Regions from separate parts of the Mus musculus genome. Here regions 1, 2 and 4 are each linked to region 3. The links are chromatin contacts, called in public promoter capture Hi-C maps. All regions are on one chromosome and are shown on one strand. The core of a region is the stretch at or near the end of the contact, and the rest is flanking DNA. Distances in the headings are between cores, read along the strand shown.

Region 1 (2,700 bases), core at 181-2,680, 1.1 Mb before region 3:
ATACACAAGAAGCAATTACACAAGAGACACAGTCTCAGGAAGACCCGAGGTAGCTGCTTGCCTAACATGTTAAAGACCCTGGACTACACGGGTGGGATAGAAGTTGTGGGAGACGCCTACACTTAGAACTCATACACTTTTTTCATCACAGGAAAAATACTGGCATGAATTACTTGATTTTTTTCCGTTCACAAAGCTAAATTGTTTTTATTTATTTATTTATTTAAACCACCCACAAGCTGTAAAATGTAGAGCACAAGATGTAGTACAAACATCGAAGATCAAACCCTGCTAGGACCTGCAAAGCTTCTAGTCCGTAGCTGGGGTTGGGTAGTCAACACCTGTAAGATTAGCACTTAAGAGGCAGAGGCAAGATGATCGCCATGGGTCTCAGGCCAGCCACTGTCTCAAAAACTAGCCAAACAAATAGACTGTGCCTTCCAGTTTGCTTTCCAGTCTATCACAGAGTTACCAGGAGACTATAGCAACAAATCCTCCATATAACCAAATCCAACGCCGTGTTTCCAGGAGTGAGGCATTTGAACACACCCAGACACAAGTAACAGACCTATGACACTCAGGAGGCAGAAGTTGGTGAATCACAGCCTGTAACCACTGCTAAGTCCAAAGTCAACTAATTCACACCATGGGTTTCAGGCCAGCCAGGGCTACAAATGGGGGCTGTCCCCCCACCGCTCCCCCCCCCCCCCAACCAATAAAAACCTAGAAGAAAACAACCAAGCCCTTCACACTGGTCTTCACAGGGGTCTTAAGTGGTCTCTGGTTTCAATTGCTTTTTTCCTGTTCCTGGTGCCTGAGGACTTTTACCTATGCTATCAAAATGACTGATGAGCAACCAGGCTTTCCTTGACTGAAAAATCAAGTTAGTATTTTTAATCTCCATGTGTTCGATAGCCAGTATTACACCCATAAACACAAGCCTTATTACACTAGGTGTGGCGAAAGCTGATGGGTTCCTTCCAGTGTTTATAAACAAATACGCCTTTAATAAAGATAAACCAATTGTTTAAAAGAGCCTAAAGTGATTTGCAAGTGCCCAGAAGCGGGGTCAGTTTAGACAGAGATCCCAGGACACACACCCTGGAGACCCACCAACCTTTCCCTACCAAAACACCCACCCTCCCGAAGCTGCTCCGCTTCAGCCGCACGAGCAGTCTCCGACGCGCATGCGCGCACCGAACTCAGCGACTGGGGCGCACAGCCTACGGGCTGAGTGATGCGCCCACATTTGGCCGTCGCCCCGCAGCGGGCGAGCGCCGACCGGCGGCTTAGGGGGCGGGGGGGGGGGGGGCAAGAGGCTCCACCCGCTCCTCTCTCCACCGCGGCCGACCCGTACAGCTCCCTTCACCCACCTCCCAGCGGCGTGCGTCGCTTCTCCGCTCCTTGCGAGGCCTGGGAAGTGGGCGGGGCGTGGGCGGGGCGTGCCCCTAGCTGTGGGCAGAGGAAACTGTTGAGGTCTGGCCCTAGGCGCTGTTCTCTGAGTAGCTGAGCCCCAAAGAGCTGTTTTAAAGCTGTTTTGCCACCTTGCGGTAGGATATTGCTAACGTTTTGAACCGGTGCCCCCAGTAATTTGAGTTATTGCTCCAGATTAGGCAGACAGACAACAAACATAAATTCCACAGGGACACTGCTAGCATTTACTGTATGACTTTGGAAAAAGTGAAAAACAAAATAATGCACCACCCCAAAATAATGCATCTCATTCTGAAATGTGTATTTCTTCCCGGAAATAGCAGAAAGTTATTAAGATTCTAGTTGTACCAGGACGTGGTAGGATGTCTGTAATCCCTGCATTCGGAAAGCTGAGGCAGGAGATCCAGAATTGGACGCCAACCTAGTTTACAGAGCAAGTTCCTGGTAGGCAAGTCAGGACTGTCTCAAGTGTTAACATTTAGGGGTGCAGAATAAAGGAACAAAAGGCAGGAATGAGACCAAAATCTGGCCTCAACTGACGAGACTGTTCACCCCACCCTCCCCTTCTCCCCTTCCCTACTGATCCCAGATGGAACTAATGTTTGTAGAAGAAATTCAAATCACAGGACAGCAGACCCAGACACCCCCAAGATGTTAGGCAGAGGGTCCAATGGCCAACCAGGCTACAGTCAAATGTACAGCAGGGAAGCAGGGAACTAGACCCTGAGGGGGCGGGAGGCAGGGTAGAAAGGGACACTGGAAACCTACAAGTCAATTGCTGGAATAGGTGGTTTATCAGGCAGTGTAAGTCATTAAGTAGCATTGAGAGAGGAGAGGAGAGGAATCTATCAGGGTTCCTCAGCTGCAGCACTGTCCACATTTGGGACTCTTGATTCTTTGCTGGGGCTGTTGTGTCTCGGGGCTCTCTCTGTCCACCAACTGATGCCGGTACTCACTATGCTGTCTCCCCATCTGTTTTATTTTTGGAGATAGTTTTCATTACGAAGGCTAGACCAGCCTGGAAAGCACAGGTCTGCCACCTCTGCTGGGATTACGTGTGTGAACCACTAGCTTGACAACCAAAAATGACTTGGTTTTGGAAATCCCTGGAGGGAAGGACAGACCCAGGTTCAATTCCCAGCTCCCTGTGGCAGCTTACAACTGTCAGTTTCTCCAAGGGGCCTCACACCTTCTTCTGGCTTCTGAGGGTACTGCACTCATGTGGTGCATAGATATACATGCACATAAAAATAAATAAATCTCAAT
Region 2 (2,727 bases), core at 91-2,590, 1.1 Mb before region 3:
CCAGGAAGCAGAGGCAGACATTCTTGAGTTCAAGGCCAGCCTGGTCTACAGATCAAGTTCCAGGCAGCTAGAGCTACAGAGAAACCCTGTCTCAAAACAACAACAAAAACCAAAGCGACAAGAAAGCACCAGTCTAAAGTGTTTAAAAAGCCAATGAAGTCTCGTATTCAGGGCTGGCTCTTCCTTGGGTGCTAGCCAGAGCGAACAACTTCTACTAAAGAGCTTTAAAGAGTAACCACTAAGGGTGTGGAGTGTCTCCTCCCTGGGAAAAGAGATTATTCCTATAACAACACAATAGGAGATTTCTCAATTTAGACAAATGATCCCATGAATCAGAAATTACATGCAAGGTGCTGTTTTAGGCTTACTATTACTGTGATGAAAACACTCTCACCAAAGGCAACTTGGGGAAGAATGGGTTCATTTACTAATATCTCCATAGTACAGTTAGCTCATCATCAAAAGCAGTTAGGGCAGGAACTTGGTGCCATGAAGAAGTGTAGCTACAAGGCTTGCTCTGCCTGGTTTGTTTGTTTTTGTTTTTAAATAGCACTCAAGACCACTAGCCCAGGGGTGGCACCGCCCACAATGGGCGGGGCCCTCCCTCTCCCATCAATCTCTAATTAAGAAGATGCCCTACAGGCTGGCCTACAGCCTGCCTGATCTTGTGGAAACATCTTCTCAGTTTAGGTTCCCTCCTCTCAGGACTCTAGCTTGTGCTCAATGATAGAATACTTGCCTAGCGTATACAAAGCTCTGAGGTTCATCCTCCCAAATAAATAAATAAATAAATAAATAGCATCAAATGTCCTAATCGAGTGAAAATTGCAGGGAACACATTTCAATATAGGGTTCCAGAAACAACTGTGTAGAGAGATCTGATACCAGTCGCCAAATTCTGACCAACTTACATAAGTTTTCCACATTCTTGCTGCAGACCATTCAACTCCATTTTTCCAAAACGTCCAGGACATCATGCAAACAGTCCCAGCCTCACCTCCACGTTCCAAGCACAGAGATAGGAGAACCCGGGAGCTAGCGAGCGCGCGCGCAGGCGCAGTCGGGGGTCCGGGCAGCCCCGCCCCCGCCCTCAGACCCCGAAGATAAACCGCTGGCCCCGGCAGGAGCCGAGCCACGCGCTACCCTCGGCAGCGGCCTGGGCTCTCAGAGAGAGTTAGCGGCCGAGGCCCCGTGCCATCGCTCACCTCGGAAGGCCGGCTGGTCTCGCCTGGTCGGGGGCAGCTGCAGGTCCCGGGTCACCGGCAAGGGATTCCTCGCAGCCCTGCCAAGGAAGCGTTTCCTGGACTCTGCCATCGCTTAATGAGCGCGCCTCGGCGCCGGCGTGGATTGAACGGACCAATGAGCGCGGAGGGGCGGGGCCCAGGCGAGGGGCGGGGCCGTCCCAGAATCCAGAGACTTGGCAGCCGGCGAGAAATTTCAAAATCGAACAAAGCTCTCCCAACTGGATGGATGACGCCGTTGGAGCGGGCTTGTTGAATCCTCAGGATATAGCAGGACCAGGCTTGACAAGTCAGGACATGTCTTCAGACACAGCCCAGAGGAAGCCAAAGGACCGCAGTGACTGCACCTGTCAAATGCTGGTGCGCTCCTTAGGGATAAGGCTCATTGCTTTCCCTGAGGACAAGTTCCCGAATGATCTTTGGAGCTGCTTAACAGAATTAGGTTGCGATTATACCTCGCAAGCGAGATGATGAGCTCAGATGTTAGGTGTCTCGTGTTTGCACAGCTTGCAAACAAAACCTTTTTTTTTTTTTTTCTTTTTTCGGTTTTTCAAGACAGGGTTTCTCTGTATAGCACTGGCTGCCCTGGGACTCACTCTGTAGACCAGGCTGGCCTCGAACTCAGAAATCCACCTGCCTCTGTCTCCCAAATGCTGGGATTAAAGGCGTGTGCCACCACTTGCCCGACTTTGCAAACAAAATCTTAAGTTGAGATCTACCTTTGTGCTGTTATTTTATTGAAAATCTTGCTACGTAGCACAGGCTGGCCTAGAACTCACTTGCAGTCTTCCTTGACCTCCTGAGTGCTAAGATTACAACTCTATGCCCAGCCCTTTCTGTGCATTTATATATGCATTTGTGAAATGCAAACAAGTGTAGGAGACAGAAGAAAAAGAAAACTGAGGATATAACCCTCTGCTCTTTCAAGGCAGGATATAATTCTGTGAAGTTAAACCTATTGTGTGTTATAAAAAGATAAAGGAAAGAAGGAATATGTTTTGGTGGATGTGTAGTCAGGTATGGGGTGCCCCCGCAGGCCCATGGGTATAGTATAGAATAGAGTTTACTCAGGGAATGGGGAAGGGAGTTAAAAGGGTATTAGAGACAGAGAAAGGCAGAGAGAGTTGAGGAATAGAGGCTGGCTGAGAGCACATGTAGACAAGGGGGAGTAGGGGTGAGAGGACAGAGCAGGAGCAAGAAGACAAGAGAGAGCAAAGGAGGGAAGAGGGCAGAGGTAGCAAGCAGCCCCTCTCATAGTGAGTCAGGCAAGCCTGGCTATTGCCAGGTAACTGTGGGGCGGAGCTTAGACAGAATGCTAACAAAACCAACTCCTGTTGAACAATTTGTCTATGTTTGTCTTTTTAGGCATGCTGCCTTAACCTTTGACGCCCATCATTTAAACATGTCACCAACATAAAACCCAGACATGCTAACAGTGGTGGTTCATTGCTGTACTCCCTCAGAAAAATGACATGTGTGAAACATA
Region 3 (2,700 bases), core at 117-2,616:
TAGTGAGGCCCTATCTCAAAAACAAACTTAAAACAAACAAACAAAAAGCAAAAACAAAACCTAAAAAACCCCAAGCATGTTCAGAATTCCTAAACTACCCGAGGTTCATGAGAAGATATTATTGAAGGAGGAGGAGGAGGAGGAGGAGGAGGAAAAGAAGGAGGAGGGGAAGAAGAAGAAGAAGAAGAAGAAGAAGGAGAAGGAGAAGGAGAAGGAGAAAGAAGGAGAAGGAGAAGAAGAAGAAGAAGACGACGACGACAACAACAACTATGCAAGAAATAATCACTGCTATTATGACCAAAAGGGATGGCAATTTCTTGTTAGAGCAGATATCTTCCAATGGGGGAGGAAACAGAGGAAGAGACTACTATAGAGAAATGGCATGCTTCTCTACAGATCACACACATCTTTACGTCCTCAAAATAGCACAGCAGAGCATTGCTTTGTGAAACATTCTACTACATGTGTCCAAAGCCTACTTTTACTAGCCATCCTTGAAGACTGACAAGATGAGACTCCTAAAGAAGGCCCTGCTTTCTGGCTTCCTATTTTTATGCAGATGTTACAAACACTGCTCTTTGGAAACAAATCTTCTGTTTCCTTATTTTCTGAGCCGTGGTACTGCACACCTGGAGTAAGTTAAGAGCTAAGAACACGGGACATATTTGGGGTGCTTACCTGCTCCAGCTTTTCAATGAGCTCTGCAGGAGTTAGGACCATCTCCTCACTACCCCCATCAGAGTCCTGTCCGTGGAGATCCAGAACCTCCGTCATCGTTTCTCAACCGGGAACCTACACCTGAAAAATAAACCAACACCCTGAAAAGCTTCTCCCACTTACTTGCAAGAAAAGGCATTTAGGGACAAGTTTATTGGGGCTGAAGGGGGTGCACTGGCCAGGGATGGCGAAATCAGAGACTGATTTTTCAGTGTTGGGTTTAGTCCCTTGGTCGGTTTCTCTCCTAATCTTTCCCGCTGCATGGGCCTGGACCTGGGCAGATACCACACTAAACCGCAATGCTCCTTGTCGTCGCCAGGAGCAGCGTTTTGCCTCAGTGGCCCAGGAGCCCATTCGGTTCAAATGAGAAAAGTGCATCGTGTCAAGTGCTCGGCACATCGCGTCCTCAGCTGCAACTGACCCGGGGTCGCTTGGACACTCCAGCGCTCACCTCGCAGTTGGCACTCAAAGCGGCTACACGGCTCAGGGATCCCTCTTCCCTTCTCTCCTAGCCGGCACGCTCGGGGGACACCACGGACTGAGGCTCCCCGAGCGGTGGGCGCCGGAGATCGCGCGGAAAGCCCGCGGCCCACAGACCCGACCAGCAGCGGTACAGCTCCCGCGCTCCTTTCCCCAAACACAGCGTCGACAGGAAAACGTCTCCGCGCTGCGGGAGCACTAACCAATCAGGCCCAGGGGAAAGCGGACACACGCCCCTTGGCCCCGCCTACCCCGGGGCGGGCTCTTGCCGAGCTATAGAACATACTTCCGGAAGGCGGGGAAGGAGGCCGGGAGTGAAGTGCCGGGTGGCACCGTCTCGGGACGGCCACGTGGGGGCGTTCGGCTCACAGTAAGGAAACCAGGCAGCGCCGTCTTGTGGCGAATCGGTACAGGGCCCAGTTCCTTCCTTCCTTTAACATTTACTGTGTGTGGGTTGGTTCCATTGCCAAACCTGTTCACAGATTCATATATGTGTGTTGAAACTACATTTAAGAGACTCACTCCATTGTCCTTCCTTTACATTTTTTTTTTGCGCAGAGTTGTTCTCTAATGTTATTTGAGTTGTTCTTTTTGGTGATGAAAGAATGCCTACTGACTTTCTAGGATTCTACCTTTTTAGTGAGTGTGAATGCAATATACGCATGTGGTACATGCTCAGGTCACGATCGCATAGCAAGTGCTGTTACCCACTGAGCCCCCTTAAGATTATTTTTATAGATATATTTCCTTATTTTCATGTATGTTAGTATGTGTGCTTGCACATGAGTGTGGTGCCAGCTGAGGACAGAAGAATGCACTGGATCCTGATGGAGCTCATAACATGTGGTTATGAGCTGTTCCACATGGGTACCGACAACCAAACTCCAGTCCTCTGGTTTAGAGCAAGTGCTCTAAACCAATGAGCTATCTATCTCTCCAGCCCCTAGCCCCTTATATTTTTTAAGTGCCAAACTTCCTAATTAGCTTCAGAGATGGAATCAGATTGCAAATTTTTATAGTTTTATATACCTATAAATTATGCATCCTGACATATTACTACTTGAAAGAGTAAGAAATAACAGAGGATTGAGCCGGGTGTGGTGGCACAGGCCTCTAAGCCCAGCACTTGGGAGGCAGAGGCAGGTGGATTTCTGAGTTTGAGGCCAGCCTGGTCTACAGAGTGAGTTCCAGGACAGCCAAGGCTACACAGAGAAACCCTATCTCGAAAAACAAAAACAAAACCACAACAACAACAAAAAGAAATAACAGGACTAATAGAAAGTTATGGAAATTTGAATTTGTGGTAGCCTAAAGATTCTTGGTATTATACCTATTTTTTAAATTAAAATGATTTGTATAGATGGGAGCGGGGGAATGTGGTGCAGTGGTACAGTACAATCTTAGCATTTAACCTGGGTCCAGTCCCCAGCAACTAAGTAAAACAAAATCTCTTTCTACAGTTTATCACTGACGTACAAAAAATTTTCATTATTTATTTTTATT
Region 4 (2,700 bases), core at 141-2,640, 1.1 Mb after region 3:
CTTTGTTCTCTCACCTACCCCCTCTCTACTTAAATAAAAATATCTCCAGGAGGCACCTCTAAGGGAAGGGCAGCCATGCAATTCCAGACACACAAGCTCTAGGTGAGCAAAGCTTTTACTGCCACTCAAAGTTAGCAGTGCCATCCTTGTTCTGTAATCCTCTGCACTGGCTAGCACTGCACATAGACTTCTGTGAGGTGTAACTACTTGGAACTGGACCTAGGGAAGAAAAGCAAGAGGCAAATACCCTACCCCTGATCCTTTTCTCCCTCCCCACAAAAACAAACCTTCCACATGCTTGAGTTCCTCACGAAGGAGCCTAGAATATGCGCTAACTCTTCCACCTCCAGGGTCATGGTACCTGAAAAAGCATCTCACTTCCTTCCAACCAGGCACTGTCTCTGGTGTATTGGTTTTCAAGTAGCCATACCTGTTATGAAATATAATGTAACAGATCTGGTTGGTGTAAGAGGGTTTATTTGGGGGAAGGGAGGAGGTGAAAACTGGAGAAGGGTTAGAGGCAGATGAGTAGATATGTGGACAGGCAGACAGACAGGAGCAGAGCCTTGAGAGCAGAGTCGGGGGGGGGGGGAACAGAGGACAACAGAAATGGGGAGAGGGAGACTGGCTGGGGACAACAGAGAGAGAGCTAGGGTAGCTAGCAGTCCACATCTGGCTCACTTGGCCTCAGCAGTGGCAGGTGATAAGGTAAGCAATTGCCAGGTCCCCAAGGGCAAGCCAGCAGAATCATGTGTATGCTAACAATACCCCAGAGCCAGTAACAGAAGGCCTGAAAATCGTTTTGTATATTAACTATCATGCAAACATTTGAGAAACTTAAGTGTCCTGGTAGATGCAGAGACATCTTCATTGTCGGGCTCTGTTGTTAATATAATCTGGCGTGTAACTCAGGAAATGTTTCTTAAGCATTTATTATCTGTGTAAGAGGCAAAAATAATTCACTTCTACTCTGAATTCTTAACCAGGACCTTCTGCAACAAAGGACCGATTGAAGTGGGGAAAAATAGAGAAAGAGAGAAGTTTGTCGACAGGATAGCTCACATGTACACAATACAGAAGAGTGGGGAGGGGGAGTATATAGACTAACATGTGAAGGAATCCATGAAAATCTGTGGGCCCTCCCCACCAAGGCTCACATTAACAGCACTCTGGTAGAAAGCCTGCATTGTACAGATCCAGACCAGTCCAGCCCAGCCCAGCCCAGCCCAGCCCAGCTCACCTCAGCCCAGCCCAGCTCACCTCAGCCCAGCCCAGCCCAGCCCAGCCCAGCCCAGCCCAGCCCAGCCCAGCCCAGCCCAGCCCAGCCCAGCCCAGCCCAGTGCAGTGCAGTGTCTGGTTGCTTCTTAACCTCTCCAGCCCAGTTCCTTTGTTTCTCTCACTATCCATATGCTTCAGGTCTAATTCTTGTTTCTGACAAGACCCTGGAAATCCCAGTGGGTGTCCTCCATACCCAATCCTTGCTTGTGACACTAGAAGATGAACAGAAAAAAAGAGAGATTTAAAAGAGGTGGCTTGAGAACCAAGTTTAGATATCTCCAGCTGAAGCCAAAGTGAAAGGAATTTAAGGTATTTAAAGTATTGCTCAAAGGGAGACAACAGGGGAAAGCTCAGAGATTAAGGGTCAGGTTGTTTCCTAGATTGAAACCCTGCACTAAATCCTTCTCCTCTTGTGATTCATAGTTTCTCTAATGCAGAAAAGACTCATTCCTTATATCCTTGAAAAAAGGAACTTCTGCTCTATCTTTTAACTTTCCCTGTCTTTGCTTTTATTAAAACAATCAGTTTTGAGCAGGGGTATGGCTGAATCATATATCGCTTAGCATGTCTAAGGATCTGAATTTAACTCCCAGCCTTCCAAAGCCATCTACCAAATATTCAAGTAGAGAAAGATAACTCAAAATAATTTCAATACACAGGAAAAATGGGTCGATAGGTAGAGCCTGAGTAGTTTCCGATGGGTGAGGGGCCCTGAAAATTCTACAGCCTACCAAGCCACCATGGCCAGTTCCTGTCTCAAGTTTGAAGAGTGAAATTCAAAGACAACAAGAGAACAAGCTTATACAAGAGATTGTTCTAGAACTGAAGAGAGAATATAGCTGTAGTGAGAGTTTGGGTTTCTTTAAAAACACAGTTATGTTACATGACTATGTTTTTGTTTGAATCCCAAGTGTGGGATAAGAAGCGGGGTCATAGAAGGTGATTATGATTTGCCTCATGCACTAGCGGGGGTGTGATATTTGCCAGGGGCAGAGAGTCTAATTCTGGGGATTCTGGAGAAGGTATAAGTGGGAGAGTCCTGAGAGGGGCTAGAGTGACTGCTGCTCCCTCTGCTGCTGTCCTATCTGCTGTCACCCAGCTGCTGCTGCTGGTTTGCTTTTGTATTTGTTATTGCTGGATTGCTGGTTTTCTGGATATTCTGGATATTCTGACTATAAACATTGTACTTTCCCCTAAGGAACCTAGTGTTTCTTATCAGCAGGAAGTAGCTTATAGAAGCCTATGCCCCCTTTCCCCTCTAACCTTCTTTCTCTCCTACCTAGTATTGGGAGGTTAGAAAGGATTGGCGCGGAGAAAGGGGAAGAGAGTTAAAGGTATAAGAACACAATAAAATGGCTTTAAAAATTGCACCAACACAGAGCTGCTATATAGCATGAGTGGTGCTTTAGAAATGGGATACCA

The links. Promoter capture Hi-C pulls out the DNA fragments that hold promoters and counts their contacts.
Region 1: a contact with region 3 is called in a promoter capture Hi-C map of pre-B cells. The contact joins the promoter of Nek3 here to the promoter of Gins4 in region 3. A contact is called at or near these places in 1 of 39 promoter capture datasets (pre-B cells), 1 of 484 Hi-C or Micro-C datasets (CD4 T cells) and 2 of 9 other capture datasets (adipose tissue and liver).
Region 2: a promoter capture Hi-C map of pre-B cells shows a contact between it and region 3, with 3 times the contacts expected there. The contact joins the promoter of Ckap2 here to the promoter of Gins4 in region 3. A contact is called at or near these places in 6 of 39 promoter capture datasets (the 3T3-L1 cell line, the C10 cell line, the HPC-7 cell line and 3 more), 1 of 484 Hi-C or Micro-C datasets (B cells) and 2 of 9 other capture datasets (adipose tissue and liver).
Region 4: a contact with region 3 is called in a promoter capture Hi-C map of embryonic stem cells, with 3 times the contacts expected there. The contact joins the enhancer-like site here to the promoter of Gins4 in region 3. A contact is called at or near these places in 9 of 39 promoter capture datasets (the 3T3-L1 cell line, the SN4741 cell line, cranial neural crest and 4 more).

What each region holds. Positions count from the first base shown.
Region 1 is chr8:22,165,005-22,167,704 of GRCm38.p6, forward strand. Nek3 (NIMA (never in mitosis gene a)-related expressed kinase 3) reads right to left here and starts at 1,431. Exons shown (of 16, transcript NM_011848.4): 1 at 1,374-1,431.
Region 2 is chr8:22,184,479-22,187,205 of GRCm38.p6, forward strand. It overlaps Ckap2 (cytoskeleton associated protein 2), which reads right to left and starts at 1,341. Exons shown (of 9, transcript NM_001004140.2): 1 at 1,206-1,341. The coding sequence starts at 1,314. It overlaps Gm29878 (a long non-coding RNA gene), which reads left to right and starts at 1,550. Exons shown (of 2, transcript XR_378798.3): 1 at 1,550-1,601; 2 at 2,607-2,674.
Region 3 is chr8:23,236,302-23,239,001 of GRCm38.p6, forward strand. Gins4 (GINS complex subunit 4 (Sld5 homolog)) reads right to left here and starts at 1,367. Exons shown (of 8, transcript NM_024240.6): 1 at 1,169-1,367; 2 at 679-798. The coding sequence starts at 774. It overlaps Gm39141 (a long non-coding RNA gene), which reads left to right and starts at 1,479. Exons shown (of 3, transcript XR_870246.2): 1 at 1,479-1,567.
Region 4 is chr8:24,357,956-24,360,655 of GRCm38.p6, forward strand. No RefSeq gene overlaps it. Among named protein-coding and RNA genes, the nearest start is that of Gm30633, 23 kb to the right of the region's middle. Within about 2 kb of position 1,391, at least 37 of the 459 cell types and tissues checked have an H3K27ac peak or open chromatin away from gene starts, as enhancers often do. A contact at or near this core is called in embryonic stem cells and stem cell-derived epiblast-like cells, where this site is marked.